2 separate regions of the Cyprinus carpio genome follow, and region 2 is linked to region 1. Evidence: chromatin contacts called from public Hi-C data. All regions are on one chromosome and are shown on one strand. The core of a region is the stretch at or near the end of the contact, and the rest is flanking DNA. Distances in the headings are between cores, read along the strand shown. Region 1 holds the start of LOC109053408 (partitioning defective 6 homolog gamma-like). Region 2 overlaps LOC109085447 (atrial natriuretic peptide receptor 1-like).

Region 1 (7,151 bases), core at 4,351-6,850:
GAGTAAGCGCAAACCTCCACAACAACACACATGAACGGATGTCACCCGTCACTGCAGCTGAGCCACACAGCTATTTCTATTTTTTCATAGAAATAATGTTTTAATAATAATTTTATTATCATTACATTAAGTAATATTTCTGTCACAGTTCCTTTAAGTTAAACCAAACTTTTATTTTTTATTTGGTGGTTGTGAAGACCTTTCGTTTATATAATATGACAACAGTTTTTCTTAAAAGAAACAGTAAAATGCTCATGAAATGACTCTCAGAGCAGTTCTATTGATTATATTCATGCGTTCATATACTGAGTCGACAGAGCCTGAAAACATCACTCCAGTATGTAAACGAAACCGAAAAACGAAACGTCTGCGCCATCCATTCACACAGAGACACGCAGAAATGTGCAGGATTCATATTTTAATAGTATTTCGCGGCTTAAGTCTACTGACCTACTTTTGATCTATTCACCCAAAATTGAGCAAATTCTGTGACATTCCACATTATACAGTAAATTCAATTTTTATGACTGGATTAGTCAATTCTGTCCACATTTTCCACATCGCCGGAAATCACAGGACCCTACAAATCTCCTCTCTCAGAACACACACCAAGGTCCGTTTACACAGGACACATAACTGTTCCTCTGCACTGCTTTAAAAACATTTATCTATGCAAATTATTTGGAATGTACTAATAATAGACAGATAGTATGCAAACACGGATCAGTGTTGTTTTAATCTATAAGCATATGAAGTATTTCTTCAGTCCAACCAAAACAAATCCCTTGAGAGACACACTCTGCCCTCAAATTCAGAACGAGGCAATTGTCCGTTGGAGGCATATCACCATCACTAACAGGGTCAAGCTGAGGTTATGTCTCAGATCATGTGACTACCATGCAGATGTGAGTCTTGACTCAATGCGTGGGTCGTCTCATCCAGCCTGAAAAACACAGGCCTCGCTTTGTCTTTCACAACAACGATTGAGGCTGCAGCATCCCAGCATTCACTCGTGGACTGTGCTGCTCTGTGTAATTATGCCTCTAGGATGAGAGTGCAACATTAGCCAATGGCAACCTGTCATTAGCACACGAAATACAAATGTGAAGCAGCAGAAATACACTCGGAGGGTCTCTGGTGGCAGGTGTGTGATCAAGTTGACTACATGTGAAAATGTACTCAATGGTAGACACATATGCAAACATCCATCCCACCACCTAAGTGTGAGGATTTAACCCATTCATCATCTCCAGACGAATGTGGGAAACCAAACAGCTGATGGTACCCATTGACTTCCATTGGATTTTTCTCCATACTATGGAAGTCAACGGCTACCGTCAACTGTTTGGTTAACAACATTCTTTAAAACATCTTCCTTTGTGTTCAACAGCCGATAAAAAATTAATACAAGTTTGGTGAAAACTTGAGCATGAGTAAATGATGACATAACTATCCCTTCAACAGTAGTAATAACAATAACAACTGATAATTTACCTTCAAGTGCAAGTGCTCGTCTGATTGGTTGGGATTAGTGTTTGACTTTGACACATCTTGTGGTCTTATTACGTCTGGTGTCTACAGACAAACTCTCTGTGATCTTATCGTGTCTGGTTAGGACACAGTGCAAATCTGAATCCATGTTTAACAACTCAGTTGTCATCCATGTGCAAACTCAAGCCCAAAAACAATAACATGACCTCAAATCATTGAGAATACAAGTCTAAACAGAGCCCAACCTGCCCAATTTTTAACATCAAATCCTGAGTAATATGAGGACAGCAAAAAAAAAAAAACTTTATCAGTCCTCAAACACTGACAGGTTCAGACAAGTCAAAACAGTGCTATATACAGCTCTTTGTGTTAAATACTTCTGTGACATTAAACAGTACCCAAAACCCAATCTTATCAAATGTCAGTATAGCGTTCCAAAAAGTACATTTCCAACCGAGATCCAGCTAGGTCAGTGGAAAACAGCAGTGAAAGAGGAGTCGGGGGAGTGTTTCTGGAAGATGTACAAAGCCTTAGACACATCAGTGGGGTTTCTTTAGATATAAAGCACTGGGAGACAAAACCAGCTCCTTACGAAGGAACAGAAACCCCCTCACGCACTCTTATCACCAGCAGAGTTCCTCTCCAAACAAGCCTTTCCTGATTGTGATGTAAGGAACTGGGTGATGACATCATATGCGTGATACTGAGAGATCCATGACATCACAACGGTGATTCATAATGTTGACACAGATGTGGTTGATACACAATGTTCCAAACATCACGGTAGAACGATCTTAGATACCAGCTTTATCATCATTCTTGCCTCGCAGGTTGTGGTTTCACACATCCTTACATTAATGCTTTTGTTTTGGGGGCGAGTATTGGTTCTTTCAGGTTTCAGTGGGAAAGCGGGTTGATCTGCACCCCTTCTACATTCATATGGAGGTATCTGGCTCTTCCAAGAGAGGAGAAACGTAATGGGGGCGCTCTTGTCTTTACAGACCCCAAACAGTGGCTCCTTTCATTGACAACAGTAGCAGGGCTTTTTAGCCCCTGTTATGAATTAAGAGCACGGCTGAATAATAGAGGCCAATAATCAGACAATGGCAATGGAGTCTGGATCTGGGCACGTCGCCCACACATTCCAGCAATTAGGACCATCACATCCACAACCACATTATAAAAGTTTCTCTAGCCAATGTCTAGTCCAAAAGACAGCTGAGTTTTTTTCAGCCACTCTTGAATATAGAGTGAATAAAGTGACAGATGACTCAAATAGAAAAGCAGAGGCATGTAATGAATCATCCAGGTCCAATGGGTCCCAGTGACAGTGCTTTGACAGATACTGTCTCCATCAGCTTGGCTGGAACAGACGTATAGTCCACAGCACCATTAGCACGAGCGGTGACAGATATAGAGTTACTTCTATTTGTGAAGGGTTGGTTGAAGCTTTGTCAGGCATTTCCCCAGGCAAACTGAACAATTACTGTATATGAAAGGTCTCCACATTGAGTGATGATAAATCTATCATCATGATATAAATGAAACTCATGCTATTCTTCAAGAGAACTATTACAATAGAATGTCAGACACAAACAAGCTGAGTCTTTACTCATTTTCAAATAACATCTAAAGACTCATCTTTTTCGCCAGCACTTAACCAACTAATACTAGTACTTACCTTTTCTTTTCTTGTCTATCATATTCTTAAAAAAAAAAAAAACCTGGCTACGTGTTCTGTACTAGACTAACTGAGACTTGTCATGGCACTTGTATACCGTTGTTGTTTTCTTGTTGATCTGATTGCTTCTATTGTTCTCATTTGTAAGTCGCTTTGGATAAAAGCGTCTGCTAAATGATTAAATGTAAATGTAAACATGGATGGATGGTAGGGATGCAACGATATCATTTTTTCAGAACAGATCCGATCCGATACTGAAAATTATTATCATCCGCCAACAACCAAACAATAAAACACCAGCACAGTTTTATTTTTTTTTAAATCAATGTAGAATCTCTACACTTCTCTGTGTTGACCTGATCGTCACTTCTACATATAGACAACTTTATTTTAATGAAAAATAACAAATGAAAAAAAATATAATCATAATCTATGATAAAAATACTATTATAAACAAGGTTAGTGGATAATTCAGCAGCAAAAGAAAAATCACGGGTGCACAACAATTTGATAAAATCTTGTGAAATTTTTTATTTTTTTTTTGTTGCTATTTGTATTGTTGTAAAATACATTCATGAAAAAAAAAAAGTATATACATTTATATAGAAATATAAAAGAAATTTTATTTTAAATATATAGCACAGTAATAAAGGCAACAACATATGATAGATAGGACAGAACAAGAAAGACTATTAATAATCTTTGATTGCGCAGAAAATATTATAATACTAAAGGCTCCAATATATAGTGGCACAGAGTGCTTGTGATGCGCTCCCTAATGATGTGCTTGAAACAACACGGAGTCACAGTGTGCAGCCCTCCGAGTCCGCATAGAAAAGTTAGTACAAAGCGAAGAGAGATTGATACGTAGTGTATTAGATCTGTGTTAGTTTATTGAGCCTTTTCTTTGAACAGTTTTAAACCTCAGTTGCTTTCGCTCTCGAAGAGTTTCATGGTTTTGACTTTAGTAACCGAACACAACACTCAGTTTGATTTCTGAATGGAGCCGCAGCGGAAAGAAGAGATTATGTGAACTTGAATTTAATGTCTTCAGTATTCATCTGTACCCCACACTGGACTATGGAACAGCTTCAGGACACTTGAAATATAGTGCACGAAAACATTTTGGTGCTTTAGAATTTTTTTGCGCCTTTCGTGGGCATCAACAATAACACAGAATAGTATACACACAATATCGGATTTGGATCGGTCTCGTCTGACCGATATCCGCAGAAAGTGCCAATATCGGAGCCGATACCGATCCTGAGTATCGGATCGATGCATTCCTAATGGATGGATGGATGGATGACACAGATAGATAGACAGACAGATAGATAGATAGATAGATAGATAATCCCATTTCCCTATGAGATTAAAGTATCCATGTTAACCGCTGGTGTTTGTATGTACTTTTAGGTGAGTAATACAAGAAACAAAAGTTTAACTTTGTCCAACTGACACAATAATAGAGCCCATCCCAATGAATCAGCTCATGTTTGCTCTTGTCAAATGTGTAAATATGTCCGTGTGTTGTTTGGATACTATTTTCGGACAGCTGGAAATGAGGACAGTATTTAACCTGACCCGATGTGAAGATTATTACAAACATACAGAACTTCAGAGAGCAGAGGTCTCCCATCTGAGAGCCACATGCTGCAGCAGACTACACAAACACAGGACTGAGAGAGGACTGTGCTTGATAATCTACAGCTTTTTATTCTTTTGGAGAGGTAAAGCCATGAAAATTATAAACAGCATCCATTAATGTGACAGGTCAAGCGCCAAAACAGTTGTGCTGCCTGTAACTCATTTTACTGGAGAAGATGAAACCAAACGCAATTCTCAAAAGTAAAATAAACAGTTAAAAAGTGAAATAAAAATACATTTTAAAATGCTCGAAATTGAGTAAACTGTGCAAAGATCATATTAGTTCTTATATGGCATAATATGATTTGACATGGGCTAACCAAAGTTAGCCATTTCCTACTTTTCTCATCTAAAAATATACAGCATCGTGTAACTATGCAGCGAAACTATTCTCGTGAAATATTCTCAAGCATGCATCTCGCACAACTCACCTTGCTTTTCACTTCCACCGCGTTCATGTTCAAGCTGCGCAAAGACTGCGATTTATTATTAAAGCTCCGGTTCATTTCGCTCGCGTGAAACTTTTCAGCCCGTCCAGGATGATGGGCTCGATTTATAAGCCTGTCCCGTTAATGAGCGTCCGATCTTCGCTCTCAAAACGCGGAAAAGTTAGTCCTCGGAGGCTGTGTGACGGGGTTTCTTAACTCGCGGTCGCGCTGTGTCTCGCTCACTTCGCAAAACTTCTGCAGAAAAATTATGAGAAAGTCAAATCAGCGCCTCTCACTCGGGGGAGTGGGCTGAGGGTTCACAGATGACATCACCGCTCCCCCTCCGACGCGTCCATTGGTCCTACTATGGCGAAGGCTTGGCTTATGAATATTAAATACGTAACGTGACGCCATTACTGTAGAGCTAACTGATTGGCTGAAAACCGAACGTTAAGAAGTAGGCGGGGCGGAGTGTAAGGAACGTTCATTTAAACACAAAAACCTCATGGCATGTTTTTTTTTTTAAAAAATAGAAAATTAACATTTTAAAACTAAAACGAAAATTGCTCGTCATCCCCACCCATCCGTAGAAATGTAATAGGTAGTCAGGAGGAGGAGTTGTTTTCCCTTCAGAAAGTGGGGAGTCCTTTCAAATTCCTCTCCGAGGGCGTGGCTTATGAATTTTAATTAAACACGTCACGGGACGCTACTAAAAGGTTACCAAGCAACATTAGCACGACTTTATAAATATTCATGCGATAGTCCTTAGCCATAGTAGGATTTGTAAACATCGCCCAACTTGCTATCGCGTATCAACGTGGATTACAATATATTACATACAATATTACTCGTCTTTTAAGAAGCTGATGTTAATATTAAATTCATACCAGTGTTTACCAGGGAGTGTACACACGACAGCTGCTCTTCCCAGGACTGTTATTTTAGTGACTTCTCAGGGGGACATACCGCAGGCCAATAAAAAAGACATGTTTATGTTTGTCCGTGATCTCACAACTACCTAAAACATCCTGGGACTGAGAGTTCGCTATAAAAGTAGCACTGAAGACTGTACTCCGTAGATAAACTTTTAAAGCCTTTATCACTACCAATATAAAGTCGTGAGTAGATTTACTGATTTGCAGTTTAATCAGAGGAAACAGCCTATATCTGACAGAATCAGGAGGTCACTGAATGCTGTACTATGCGCGATCAGATGTTCGCTGGCGGTTCTCTCGTTGGCCTCTAGATGTCACTGTTGCACAATAAAACTGAGCCGCTGACTGAATGAAAGCGGGACAGACAGACGCTCTAGTTACACAGTAGCGGTTTGCTATTTATACTCCATTCCTACTGTGTTTCTGCGGGTCATTTTCTCTTATATGTACTTATATGTGCCACATATTGCATACTAATATATTCACTTTAGTAATAGCCTGTGTACTGTACCTTTCAGGTACTAATATGCACCCTTAGGTAGGTTATAAAAAGGTGTAATTTTTGAGAATGTATGGACCCCAGTGACAGCTTTTGTACCTTTTCTTTTTCTAAGATCGGTCATCTACTGTTATGGACCTTTTAGATTATTATGTCAGTGTCTTTTGTCTTATTTTTCATGTGATTTGTAAACTACTGAACTACTATTTTATGATGTCATTTAAAGAAACACACACACACACACACACACACACACAAATATATATATAAAATTATTTATTTAGTATATGTGTTGTGAATTTTTAGCTCATAAGGTGAAACCAAATTTTTTTTTTATTATTATTATTTATTAATTTTTTGCTATTGCGGCAGCAAATTATATTTGTTGTAGTTAGAAAATAGAGAATTTCCCAGCGATGATGACCTCCGCTTTTGAGAACCAGGGAAGTGGATATGTTTGTATGCATGTA
Region 2 (7,192 bases), core at 2,605-5,104, 210 kb after region 1:
AGAGAGCAGTTTAAATATGTGTTAATTAGAGCCGTCCAGAGGGCCTGATAACAGACAGACTACCCTGTCCAAAAATGCAGAACATGTTTTTTACGGCATTATCTGTAGAGAAAGAACTAATGGACTAATGAACTAAAAACAAACTCACAGATGAAAGTGAATGTTTGGTTTGGTTTGTTTTTTTGGCAATTTGTTTTGTTGTTTTTATACTTATAAAATATATAGTCTGTCAGAGCTTTGGTGTTTTATACAATTTAATGTTATGTGAAACAAGAGGGAAGCATTGCATATGCTACTTTGTCATCACATGGCATTGTGCTGAATGGTTGTTTTGCTTTATCATTCCCATATTTTAGCCATCCATCTGTTTCATCCCTCAAACTAGAAATAGAATGTGCATTGCATCATGGGATACTGCAGTACAAACAGTGTGTCCTACAAATGTAGTAGCCCTAGTAAAAAAATAAATATACTATAATGTATTTAAAATAAATTTTTCATGCTAAGTATACCACAAATACATTTACATATTTATGTACTTAATAAAAATACCCTGCAATACTTTTTGGCATACTAAACTGGTATACTAAAATTCTGCAAAATTGGAACAACTAATTTTGTACTTGCAATTTAATTATGAGGAAGTAGTGCCGAGGTCTAACTTGAAGTATTTGATTCTGCTCAAGTGGAACTATTGCAAGTATACTTCAGATACACTCTAGATAACTTGCATTTGACACCTGATATATTTCAGAGATCATATAATCCTCATAAATAGGGACACTGAAACACATTTTAGGTTTTATATTAGGAAATGTGCATTGTGCACAAATAAGTACTCCAAATAAAGTTTAATTAAAATTTTTATATCAGTAAGTCTCAAGTGATATGTCAGTAAATATGTTGCTAGATTTAAAATGTACTTAGTATGAAATACATGTATTTTAAATATATTACTTTTTTACTAGGGAGGTCACCCAGGTATTCTAGGCTTTCAGAAAACTTGAGTTCTGTGGGCAGCACACATACTATATAGTGCAGCAGCACCTCTCTCATATGTAATTTTGTTATCATGGACCAATAAACTAGAGTTCATGATGCATCTCATTATATACATTTAGACTTGTAGCTAGAAGCAATTTGATCCAAAGGCTATGCCAGTTTGCATGCTTCTAGATACGAAAACAGTGCGCTGGCAACAGTGAAGTATGTACTGTAAGTATGAAGTAAGGCAGAACAGCAGTCTTGTCAAAATTGTTTTGACACTGCATTTGAAAACAGTCATAAACTTGCTTAGTGCAGTGGATCCTGCACAGTATCATACCAAAGCACGCTATGTTTCCACATTAAAAAGCCACTGCAAATAGGATTGTAAAAAATATGATTTGAAACATAATATATATAGGATTACAAGAACTGAATGCAAAATGTAACTGACAAGAAAATATGATGCAATATTTTGATTTGTCTTTACAAAGAATATGTTTGTTTATTTTAATAACCCTGTTTTTTTATTTTATTTTTTTAAATCTTTTTTGCAGTGTTGAATGGCCTTAAGGTACACAAGGACAAAGAGCTTGCTTCAAGATCCAGAGGCAGAGAGTCGTCTGTGGGGAGAGATTGTAACAAGGGGTGTGACGCGTCTGGTGAGATCTCCCACACGCACACTGCGGCCATGGCCAAGAGCCACAACACCAACGGCCACAACTACAGACGAGCCGCAGAGGAGCTCCGCAAGCAGGTACAAGCCTTCACGTCCATCTCTGTGTCCGTATTAACAGGGATGGGATCATTTTGGAGTCATTTTGCACACTGAGAATTATACTGGATCTGATAGTTAGGAGGGAACATCCATCCCGATGCAGCTTACAGACAATCAGACCACCATCTCCATCGTGCCACAAAACTGATTAATCAAGTGAACATGAACCTCAGAGAACAGGGAAAGACGGATCACCTCAACTCATCAACCTCTCAGTTTCTCTCTTTTTTTTCTGTCTTTTTTTATGCCATTGACACTCTAATCTTGAGATTCTCTGCCTTGGGGTTGTAGAAGTTAAATACACACACACACACACACACACACACACACACACACACACACACACACACACACATATATATATATATATATATATATATATATATATATATATATATATATATATATATATATATATATATAAAACATGATCCAGAGGCAAATATTTTGTTATAAAAAAATCAAAGATGAAAATGATAGTTAGAAATGAGAATCTAATTACTCCATTCTCCCCATTTTAAGCCTCTATAACTTTCTTCTTTGTGTGAAATACAAAAGAAGATATTTTTAAAATGTTCTTGTGCAAATTGTACAAATCTTCTTGTACAAGACTTTTTTTTTATACAAAATGAGAAGTGTGGGCTTAGCTTGAGAACTGCTGTTTTAATCATTCTGATGAATCAGCTTGAAGCAGTGGCACCTGTGAGTGGCGGTTCAACAGTTTAACCGCAACGACTGACCCAACATTAAACCCTTGAGTCAGATAAAGCCTGTTATTATGCTGACACATATAAACACATTACCACTCATCTGCTATACTTAAAACAATAAACAACACAGATAGATGCAGCATAATCCACAATACTGTGAGAATCTATTAGACAGCTGTTGACCCTTTGTTGACTCTCTCTCTCTCTCTCTCTCTCTCTCTCTATAAAAGCTAATTTTCTGAAGGGTTTTCATATGTTGAAACGCTCTGGCATGAGCATGAGCCATGGCACGCGAGCTGAAAAAGGGTTTATACTTCATTGTTTAATTGGACTTTCATTTAATTTATTTTTTATGAGGGTTTGTGTAGAATAACTTGATCTGGGAAGAAGAGAGATCGCATGCTGCTCACAGCAGGTGCAGGATCAGTTTCAGCAGCATTATTATTGGACTGTATGTTAATTGTTATCCCGAGTTAAGGTCTATTTATTTGTTTCATTGTATCCATGGCAGTTATTGATGAGTCTTTTTGATATTTTGGCTTTGTCTTAAAGTTTTCTTGTTCTTTTTATGGGTGGGTACTTGGCTGTGTTTGTTTCCAAAGAGAAAGTAGATTGAACCCCCATTCAACCAACCAACAATTTTTTTTTTAAACATAAAACATAAAAAGGAAGCAAACTTACATATTTTTTCATTTAATTTTTTTATTCCTTTGTTTTATTTTGTATTATTTGCACCGCTAATGTGAGTTAAATTGAAATTGAAATCGAAAGAGACAGTTATAGAGCATTTGTTTAACACATAGGTAGACATGTACCATGTGTGTTGTGTGGGCTGCAGCTCTGCAGATGTTCTCAGTTAACTCTTTTGCTATGCTGCAGCTGGCCTATAGCAACACATGATGTCATCTGTCCTCCCTCATGCTCACGTGTGACCAAGATCCACTTCAGAGAGCTGGCCTGGCCTCTGTCTGTGTGTGTTCTCTTGTTTTTGTTCCTGGATGTTAAGTCAATTTAATCGCACGTCTTTGGCCAGCCGGCCTTTAACTATTCCATCCTTCCTTCCATTCTCTTTCCTTGCTTCCTTCCTTGTTTCCTCCAGCCTGCTCTCTGTTTCCCCTGGTTTCAAGAGGTTGCCCACTGGGGACAGTCCAGTAACCTGTGTTCTCTCGCCTACACAGTTTCTCTCTCTTGCTTCCACCTTTTCAGGCAGTCTAAATAATAGCTGGCAGCGTGCGGTAGGGCTCGTCTGCACCCTCGGGCAGTGTTCTGGGATCAGTGAGCCCTCTAGTGGTCTCGGCACTCATTACATCGTGCCAGACGTGGGATTTCTGCAGCGCAGTCGCCGCGCAAGCTCTACTCAGCATCCAGCACGTTATGCTGAGTGGGATTGTCATTACAATCACATTCTGCACTCTCAGAGCCCTGCAGATGGGATGGGGCGTGCCGTAGACCACTGACGTGTTATTTCAAAAGGGGGCGGGTGTGATGACGGGAGGCTACATAGACATGGCTGACATCATGCTACATTTACTTACTCTACCTGCAGAGAGCATCCATCATGCATGCCTCTGGGGCTGGAGTCTGTCGCTTTCTTTTATATTCTCCCCCTCTCCCTCCTGCCTTTTTTTTTTTTAAGCGCCGACAAGGGGAAGCCATTGATGAAGGAGGTCACATTTCAGTCCCCCTTATCTTTTAATAGCCTCTCTTTGTTGTTTGGCTGCACCTGATAGGAATACAATACAGCCGATGTCTTACTTCAAAAACCCTCCTCGTCTGTCTGTCAGCGAACCTCTGGCCCAGAGATCACCGCAGTTTGGACGCTGTTATTTAAATGCGTCCAGAGACTTTAAAGAGAGAGAAATAAAGTGGGGGGGGGTGTGAGAGGGTGTGGCACAACATGTAAAAAGGCCTGTTCACAGAGCGTGAATTCATCACAACAGGCTTCACACAAAAATAAGAACAGAGCAATTAAACCCCCAACCCCTTTATATCAGGTGTGAAAATTCACATTTTGACAAAAGCAGCTTTTTAATTGTGCAAGTCCTTGTTTTCTATTGTTTGGTGGAAATACTTGTCAATGCGAGTAAAAATGTGATTAAATGGCATTAACTTTATTAGGAACTGAAACATCATTCCTGCAGTACATGTTTCTATATTATGGAAGAGATAACAATTTAATTTATATCAAACCATCAACTTTTATCATCACTTTTTCTTAGCTGAAATGAGTTAGGAACCCAGAATAGGGCTATTGCCATTGTTGGTGGCCAGTTATACTATTATACACTATTCACCATAAAGAAAATTTTGCATACCTTGACTGCATCATTCATGTGCTATTGCATTGTTTTGATTAAAAGCTTATCAAGGACTTTAGGCCAAATGTCAGGACTTCAATAAGAGTCTTCTGATGTCAGGAAGCACATGGTGTTTATTTCACCTGGAGTTTTAGCCCACTAAAACCCTCCGGCTGCATCTTCTTTTCTTGGCTTTATTAGAACACACACATAGGAAATCAAATCCTGTCTGCCTTGCCAGAAAACCAGAGCCAAAGAAAACAATGTGAAGAGAGAAGTCGAGGCTGACTATGTTTGTAGCCTGGCATAGTCTAATTCCCATGGCGGCTGTTAAACAATGAGAGGCCGGGCGTAACCCAAGCTGCATCTGCTCTGCTGTGAAGTATATTGGGGGCCTCAGATCAGCTGAAAGCACAGCTCCTTTTATTTGGGGCATTAAAGCCAAATTTGAAGAACTTTAGTATACTGTGCCAACTGTGAATTGGTGCTTGAATGGGGTTTTATGATTAAACTTTACTTCTAAGGATAGTTTCGCAGCTGTTGGCACTGAATAAAAACATTTTTCTCTTTTTTTTTTCTTCTTTCCCTCTATCTGGTACACTTCCCCTCTGTCTTTCTTCCCTGCTGTTTCTTTGGTTTGGGGTTTTTGGATCTCTGTTGTGGTCTGTGTTATTGTGTGAGCCGAAACATGCACTGTGACTGACTCTGTATGCAAATACACACTAGAAACTTATTCTTTGGCGGCAAGATTGAGGGGACTCAATTCTCACAGTTCCTTAGTAAGTTGCATTGATCCAATTTATGTAACATGATGATATCTTCTGTTCACTTTAGGTCTCGAAAGTAAATGGACTCACACGGGCATCATCAGTCGGCAGGCATACGTCCGGTGCCAAAAAGTCGAAAGACTTCCGTCTGCCGTCCAAAACTGTGAAGTACACAGCCACCGTGACCAAGGGCCACGTCACCTACACCAAAGCAAAACGAGAACTGGTTAAGAAAGCCAAACTCAACCACAGCAAGCATGCTGCTTCTGCTGGCCTCCATGCTTACAGCAACAACCACCATCATCATTCTCATCATCCAACCAGCAACGGCCGTGGCCGGCCCCAGCTCTCTCACTCAGGAAAAGCCCAAAGTATCAATGCAAAAACCCGCAAACAGGTGCTATTATCGAACGGGGTGCATAAGATGACTAACGGGGGCCGGCCTAATGGCAGGCTTAATGGACGCCACAGTGCCAGGGAAGAGAAGGAAGATGGCCGGCAAGTGCGGCAGGGACTGCGGAACTCTAAACGCAGAAGTGATGCCATTACGATCCTTGGAGCTGGAACTGAGAGTGACGAGGTTAAAACTAAGCCGTCTGTTACTGAGGTTAAGAAAGCTAAACTGCAGACTAGCCCACTGGAAACTCGCAGCAAGAAGGCCCTGGGTCAGTTCAAGCCCCCCAACACCATCACTATTGCACACAGTATCACTGAAATGGCTGCCTCCCCTACTCAGAAAATGGGTCCTGCCCCTCCTCCGTCGCCCCCTGCTGCTCCCGCCTCCCCAACCATGCCCCAGAACCCCGCTACCCCTGAGCCAGCACGTCTGCGGCCCAAACGTGCCTCTGCTGGCAAACTGATGTTCATCAGACAAGCACAGCAGAGAACCCAAACTAACCCCGCCCTCAACCGGACCACATCCACTACCTCAGCCAGCAAATCCTTCAAACCAGCAGAGCCCACACACACGCCTCCACCACGGCCGGACAGAGACAGGGAACGGGAGAGGAAAAGGGCAGGGTGCGCAGCCTTGGGGGAGGTACCTGTTTTCAAGCCCACCTCCAGGGAGTTTCAGGACCCTTTGGTGTACCTCGACTCAGTTCGGGAACGGGCCGAGTCATCTGGACTGTGCAGAGTGTTGCCTCCTCCTGACTGGAGGCCAGAGTGCAAACTCAACGATGATATGCGCTTTGTGACACAGGTTCAACGCATCCACAAGCTGGGTCGCCGCTGGGGCCCCAATGTTCAGAAACTGGCCTGCATTAAGAAGCACCTCAAATCTCAGGGCATCTCAATGGACGAGCCACCGCTTATAGGTAAGTCCACTTAAAACTCTGATTACAGATGCTTTTGTTGGTATATGGACAGTGTGATATAGGTATATAGCGTGCCTAGAGGTCCACTGCCCTTCAGAATTTAGTGCAAACTTTCCTACCTGTAATTTTCTAGTAACTCTCAAGACCTTGATTGGCTTGCTCCAGTATTTTTCATTAGGATTGGCGCTAATCTTTGCATTATAGGGGCTAGTGCATCAGGTAAGTATACTGTTAAGTGCCTGTTATAGGGGCTAGTGCAGTGATGGGCAGCTCTGCTTCTGGAGGGTTCAGTGCACTTTTAGCTCCAACTCTAGTGTTGCCCTGTGCATGTGTAGGTATA

What was found. Hi-C and Micro-C count contacts between places; a contact is called where the count stands out from the background.
Region 2: a contact with region 1 is called in a Hi-C map of liver, with 8 times the contacts expected there. The contact joins the enhancer-like site here to the promoter of LOC109053408 in region 1. A contact is called at or near these places in 6 of 8 Hi-C or Micro-C datasets (liver, red blood cells and skeletal muscle).

What each region holds. Positions count from the first base shown.
Region 1 is chrB19:6,868,627-6,875,777 of ASM1834038v1, forward strand. It overlaps LOC109053408 (partitioning defective 6 homolog gamma-like), which reads right to left and starts at 5,601. Exons shown (of 3, transcript XM_042744769.1): 1 at 5,251-5,601. The coding sequence starts at 5,325. The region is part of intron 14 of LOC109085447 (atrial natriuretic peptide receptor 1-like); the gene reads left to right.
Region 2 is chrB19:7,076,902-7,084,093 of ASM1834038v1, forward strand. All of the region lies in intron 14 of LOC109085447 (atrial natriuretic peptide receptor 1-like), which reads left to right. LOC109111454 (protein Jumonji) reads left to right here. Exons shown (of 18, transcript XM_042744765.1): 6 at 1,542-1,741; 7 at 5,604-6,852. Among protein-coding and RNA genes, the nearest start is that of LOC109112149, 59 kb to the right of the region's middle. Within about 2 kb of position 3,855, at least 1 of the 8 cell types and tissues checked has an H3K27ac peak or open chromatin away from gene starts, as enhancers often do.